Regions from separate parts of the Mus musculus genome. Here region 1 is linked to region 2. A link is a contact called in public promoter capture Hi-C data. All regions are on one chromosome and are shown on one strand. Each heading gives the region's core, a stretch centred on a gene start, on an enhancer-like site or on the middle of the called end of the contact. The rest is flanking DNA. Distances are from core to core; before and after follow the strand shown. Region 1 holds the start of Zbtb41 (zinc finger and BTB domain containing 41). Region 2 holds the start of 4933436E23Rik (RIKEN cDNA 4933436E23 gene).

Evidence for each region. Capture Hi-C pulls out chosen DNA fragments and counts their contacts.
Region 1: a promoter capture Hi-C map of adipose tissue shows a contact between it and region 2. The contact joins the promoter of Zbtb41 here to the promoter of 4933436E23Rik in region 2. A contact is called at or near these places in 1 of 39 promoter capture datasets (embryonic stem cells), 1 of 15 datasets of contacts at CTCF or cohesin (CD8 T cells), 3 of 484 Hi-C or Micro-C datasets (the N1E-115 cell line, embryonic stem cells and pancreatic cancer cells), 1 of 115 datasets of contacts at active chromatin or transcription factors (embryonic stem cells) and 3 of 9 other capture datasets (adipose tissue, liver and pancreatic islet).

What each region holds. Positions count from the first base shown.
Region 1 is chr1:139,421,068-139,423,767 of GRCm38.p6, reverse strand. It overlaps Zbtb41 (zinc finger and BTB domain containing 41), which reads right to left and starts at 1,385. Exons shown (of 11, transcript NM_172643.5): 1 at 1,345-1,385; 2 at 1-734. The coding sequence starts at 617.
Region 2 is chr1:139,378,098-139,380,797 of GRCm38.p6, reverse strand. It overlaps 4933436E23Rik (RIKEN cDNA 4933436E23 gene), which reads right to left and starts at 1,346. Exons shown (of 9, transcript NR_040455.1): 1 at 1,275-1,346; 2 at 230-345. It also overlaps a transcript of Crb1 not described here.

The DNA.
Region 1 (2,700 bases), core at 136-2,635, 43 kb before region 2:
CTCGACAGTCTTCCAGTTAGCTCATTTAGTGTTTCTTCTGGTGACGACTTTTCAGTCAGTTCGGCCTGAAAGGCAGCAACATTCTCATTATTCAGCAGCTTTACCGCATCGATGATGTCCAAAAATTTTGCAGCCTCTAACACAAGAGGTATTTCGTATTTGTACACAAAAAACTCCGATGTGTAGAGGAACTCAAGCAAATGCTGAAAAACCGAATGCGTTACGTGATCCAGGGTGACAACATCAGTGCTTGGATTTTTGCTCAGACACGCATGAAAATAACTACTGCCGACAGCAACGACCACTTTATGCGCACTAAACTCTTTCCCTTCCACTATGATAAGTAAATCGCAGAAAGACGGTTGCTTCTGCCTATCATCGTTCAAATACTTCAGCAAATTCTTATTATACTGCAAAGAACTCAAAAGCTTTCTCTGATCTGGAGAGGGAGGCAGTTCTTGGCAACGCTGGGCAGCTTCGGGGGTTGGTCTTTCTGGAGCCTGAGTATAGGTCACTTGGCCACACTCCACAGCAGCATTTTCTTCCGAAGAGTCTTTATGATAGCCTAGATGGATCTTCTCGTCAAGATTTGAAGTAACCTTTCTCCTTTTCTTCATTGCAATGCGGCAATTTTTGAACAAGAAACTTCATACGTGACTTAGGCGATTGATGAAACAAAACTAGATTGTCTTGAACAACAGCTTCTGAAGGGGCGTGCCCCACCGTTTCATGGTCTGCAAAAAGAGTGAGAATCAGGTAAGAGCTCCACCGCATAGCCATCTTAAATAACCCAAAGGTGTTGTCAACTAGTCTTTCCTACATTGTAACTAGATTACAAAGTCGACAGTGCATTCACTCCCAGCTAAGATTTTCTTTTTTTTTAGGGCAGGGAACCAGGAGAGCTGGGCTGGGAAAGACAATCCAACAAAAGAATAGTGTGAAGTGAAGGCACAGCACACCTTCCAGGCCTGATTCACGAATAAGGTGGAGAGAACACAACCCAGAGAGCACCATCCCGCCGAGACCGCAAACAAGGCAGACTGGCCGGCCGGGACCGCAGTCCCGATTTGGGTGCTGGGACCTTGACAATAAGGCCAGCGCGGCCACGAAACGCAAGTCTCCATTAGCATGCTTTCCCCGGGCGAGCGCGGCATGGCTCCTGAGCGACAGACCTTCCGAAATCCACTAGGCACGGCGGCCCCAGGAGGGGAGCAGAGTGGGGTCAGCACGGGCGACGACTGCAGGAAGCCGAGTCTTCCCAGGCCGGGGTTGGCGGGGACCCGCGCTCGCCCGTGACCCTTCCCTCCCAGGCTGCCCGGGGCAAGCGTCCCACAGGCCCATTACCGGGAAGCCCGGGCTCCCGCGCCGGCTCGGGGCCGCCCAGCTCCGATCCCCGCGCGCTCGCGCCCGCGCCCACCCACTTCCGGGTCCGGCCCCCCACCTCAGCCACCTCGGCGGCGCTCCTTCCCCTCGCGGAGTCCCGCCGCCGCCGCCGCTCGCCAGGCAGGCACGTCAGGCCCGCGCAGCCGCCCAGCCGCCGCGAGAAGCCGGGGAGCCCCGGCATCCGCCCGAGCGCATGCGCGCGCCTCCAGCCCTGCGCATGCTCCGTGAGCTTTCTTTCCTGCCCTGGGTGCCCTACCGAGGTCCCAGGTCCGTTATACCCGCTTTTCGTGGCCACTTAAGGGCCCTCGTTAACTGAACCAGAAAAACTTGGCTGCGGGAGGGGAAGATAGCTGTGATGAGGGGTTAGGGGGAATTGGCGCCACGACAACTGGTGTGTTTCCAGTGTGTCACCAAACAGCGACCTCCTCCGGAAACCTGCCAGTTTCCAGTCCACAGTGGCAAACACCCAAAGTGCTGGCTGGAAGTAGTTGTATGGCTTTCCGACTTACATGTGCGTAAAATGTAAGCACACCTAAAATTGTGGGGTTTGTTTTTATTACCTTGCTATGAACAGAAGATGTGCATGTAAGATGTGAAGCTGAGAAAAGGACAACCAAACCTCTACGGGACTTAGAGCCTCAGAGCCCCTGCCTAACGTGTTGCATCTCCGACAGAATGCCCAGTGGCCCGATATTGCCCGTCTGGCGATGAAGGTTCTAGAGTTTGTTTGTACAAACCTAAGGAAAAAAACTGATACAAAGGCCGTGACCAAAAAGAAATCAATACACACACCTTCCCTTTTACCTGTAACTCCACTCTCTTCATAACTCTGAATCTGAAAAGGTTACCCTCTCATTAGCAAATACGAGCAAGTGCATACCCAGGAGGAGGAGAAGTTGAGGGAGCGTGTGGGGGACTTTTGGGATGGCATTGGAAATGTAAATGAAATAAATACCTAATTAAAAAAGAAGAAGAATGTACACCCAGAATAGTATAAGGAAAGCTAATGAAAATGATAAAATACTCAGAGCTATAGATTATAAAGTAGAAAATGTTTGAAAAGACAAGCCCATAGATATTAATTTTGTGTGTGTGTGGGGGGGGGTGCAGTGTTATCATCCATCGTCTGGCTCCTACCACCAAGTCTTTCCAGCTGTTGTCATGTGTCAGTGTTCTAAGTTACATGGGACAATCAAAGAAATGGGGTCACTTCCGGGCGAAATATGGCATTGCAGGCAGCAAAGAGGAACGGCCTCAATGAGCTGAACCTCGGACAGCTGTTCAAATGCTGTTTGGGGAGGGGGATAAAGCAAGCCC
Region 2 (2,700 bases), core at 97-2,596:
GAGATTCTTAGAAAAGACCTAGAGACACAAAATGATGACAGTTCATTTAATAATAATTATTATTATTATAAAAATATTGTTATAGACATAGAAACCTAAAGCATAGAATGGTAACAGTTAATTTAATATTAATTATTATAATTATAATAATAAAGATAAATAATGTTGTAGACAGTAGAGAAACTTTAGGAAAATGGCTATTAGAAAATCAGAATGTAATTCTGCTTACCCTGCATCTTTTATTCCAACTGGAAAAATGTAGATATTAGAGCAAGAAATATATAATACTTCTGCAAAGCCAGGCACGGTGGTGCATCTCTGCAAACACCATTACTCAAGATGCTTCTGCAAAGGATCAGAAGTTCAAGCTTAGTCTGGACAACATAGGGAGACTCTCACCTCAAACCAACCACAGACAGCAAAAATACCTGTGTCACTTGAAATCATTTTGAATCAAGCTTTATAAATTAAATTATTTGTGACAAGTAGAAATGATCTCTTTAAAATATTGACTACCACGAGTGCTGTAGAAATCAGTATACATACACATATTATATATATTATATAATCTAATATGTATGTATGTATGTATGTATGTATGTATGTATATATTAGATGATCTTACTCTGTTGCCTAACCTAGTCTTGAATTCGTGGACTCTTGTGATCTGTCCTACTTCAGTCTCTGGTATTTTAAACTACAGATGTATGTCCTGACACAAAACTACAATTTTAAATGGATCAATTCTGCTCTAGCAAATAAAATAATCTGAGAGAGATCAGAGAATACCCTTGGTAAAAATTATTAAGCTTGGCATCAGGGGAACAGGAAGACATCCAGAGGTCTGTCAATCGCCATGCCATGCAGCTCAGGCAGGGAAAGAGTGCCCTCCACAGCCCTGTCTGCAGCCACTCCCTGTGGTGCAGGGGTGGGAAGACTTCCATAGGTCTGCCTGCTGCCACACCACATGGGCAGGCTGTAGACACCTAGAGGCCTGCTGCTTGTCACCACACCACATGGTGCTGACAGAGGAGGTCCTTGGGGCACCGGTGAGCCATTCCTGAGTGCAAAACCACAGGAGTACTAGCCCTCCCAGTTCATCTGCTGCGGGGTTGATAGAGCTGGCCCTGGGGTCATGAGAGTGGGTATGGTGGCCCTGCCCCTCGCTGGCTCAAACACTCAGGAGAGCAGACCCTCACCTGAGCAGCACAGTAAACCTAGCCCTGGGGGAGGGGGCGCCAGTGAGGCAGTGCTCGTAGCCTAGCTACACTCACTGGCACTCAGGAGAGCAGGCACTGCACCGCGCCTGTGCTACACAGTGGCGTTGGCCCCATCCAATCCTGTGTGAGCTACCCCTGAGGGTGTGAGGAAAAGAGCTGGCCCAGAAAGATCACGTTGCAGAATGGGCCCTATGACTCAAGTGGACATCATAGTGGAGCTAGCTCTGGAGGTGTGGGCAAGCATGAGAGCAAGAGAGGCTGACACTGCCTCCTGCTGATGGAGGCATTGAGTGGCCAGAGTAGTGCTGCAGAGCTCACCTTGGCGGTGCTGATCAGGGAAAGCCAGAGGCTGGCCGCCTCAGCTACCACCCTGGCCCAAATCCAGGGCTTTGTGCTGACCCACTCTGAAATCTACATCATCTGTAAATGGTTGAGGAGTGTGCGGGGGCGGGGGGGGGGTGCTGTCTTGCAGATCCAAAGCTGCAGGATCTCCATGACACAGGGCAGCAAGAGGATAACTGGAAGGAGTCCAAGTGAGGATCCAGTATTGATGGTTTGACAGAAGCCTGAGACCTCGAACAATGCCAATGACTCATTGCAATGAGCATTTGCAAGTGAAGACATGTGGACAGAGAGATACACTGTAGGACACACTATGACCCACTACAGCTTCCATGATAAGGTATTTTCTATCCTTTGTTTTGCTCTCTCTCTCTCTCTCTCTCTCTCCCTCTCTCTCTCTCTCTCTCTCTCTCTCTCTGTGTGTGTGTGTGTGTGTGTGTGTGTGTTTATTTTGGGGTTAAGACTACAGTTGTGGAGGGCAGATATAAGGAGATGGGGAGTTTGAGCAGTATAATGCATTTTTTAATGCCCATTTTAGTTTCTGAATAATAGACATAGACCTGGTATTTTTACTAACAAGCTGCAAACCTAAGCTGGGCAGGCTCTGAGCTATTCTAACCCTTTAAGCCATTTACCTCCCTGTCACAGGCCCCATGTTACTTGCAGTTTGAGTCTCTTCCTGGCTTGCTCTGTTCATATGAACCCTCACAGCTGCTCTCTCACGTCGATCTCATGACAAATCCTTTGGCGACCTGCTCATCATGGCTCCTCCTCGACCTTTTCTCGTGGCCACTTTTTCTCCTTTCTCATTGCCCTTCTCCTCTCTCTACCTGGGACACACACACACACACACACACACACACACACACATCAGAAGTCCCACCCTATTCTCTTCTGCCCAGTAAATTGGCTGGCCAGCTCTTTATTGACCAATCAGAAGATGATGGAGACGGGTGATGCTTCATAAAAATAATACCGAAGTCCAAGTCTGTCCTGTCCTCAACTCTCTCCCTGGTATAAAAACCAGCATTTGAATAATACAACCTTTACACAGTACACAGAAAGATCATCCCTACATTGCAGGACTAAGGTTTATGATGTGAAAAGAATCATAAAAACGTTTTAAAAAAATGAGCAA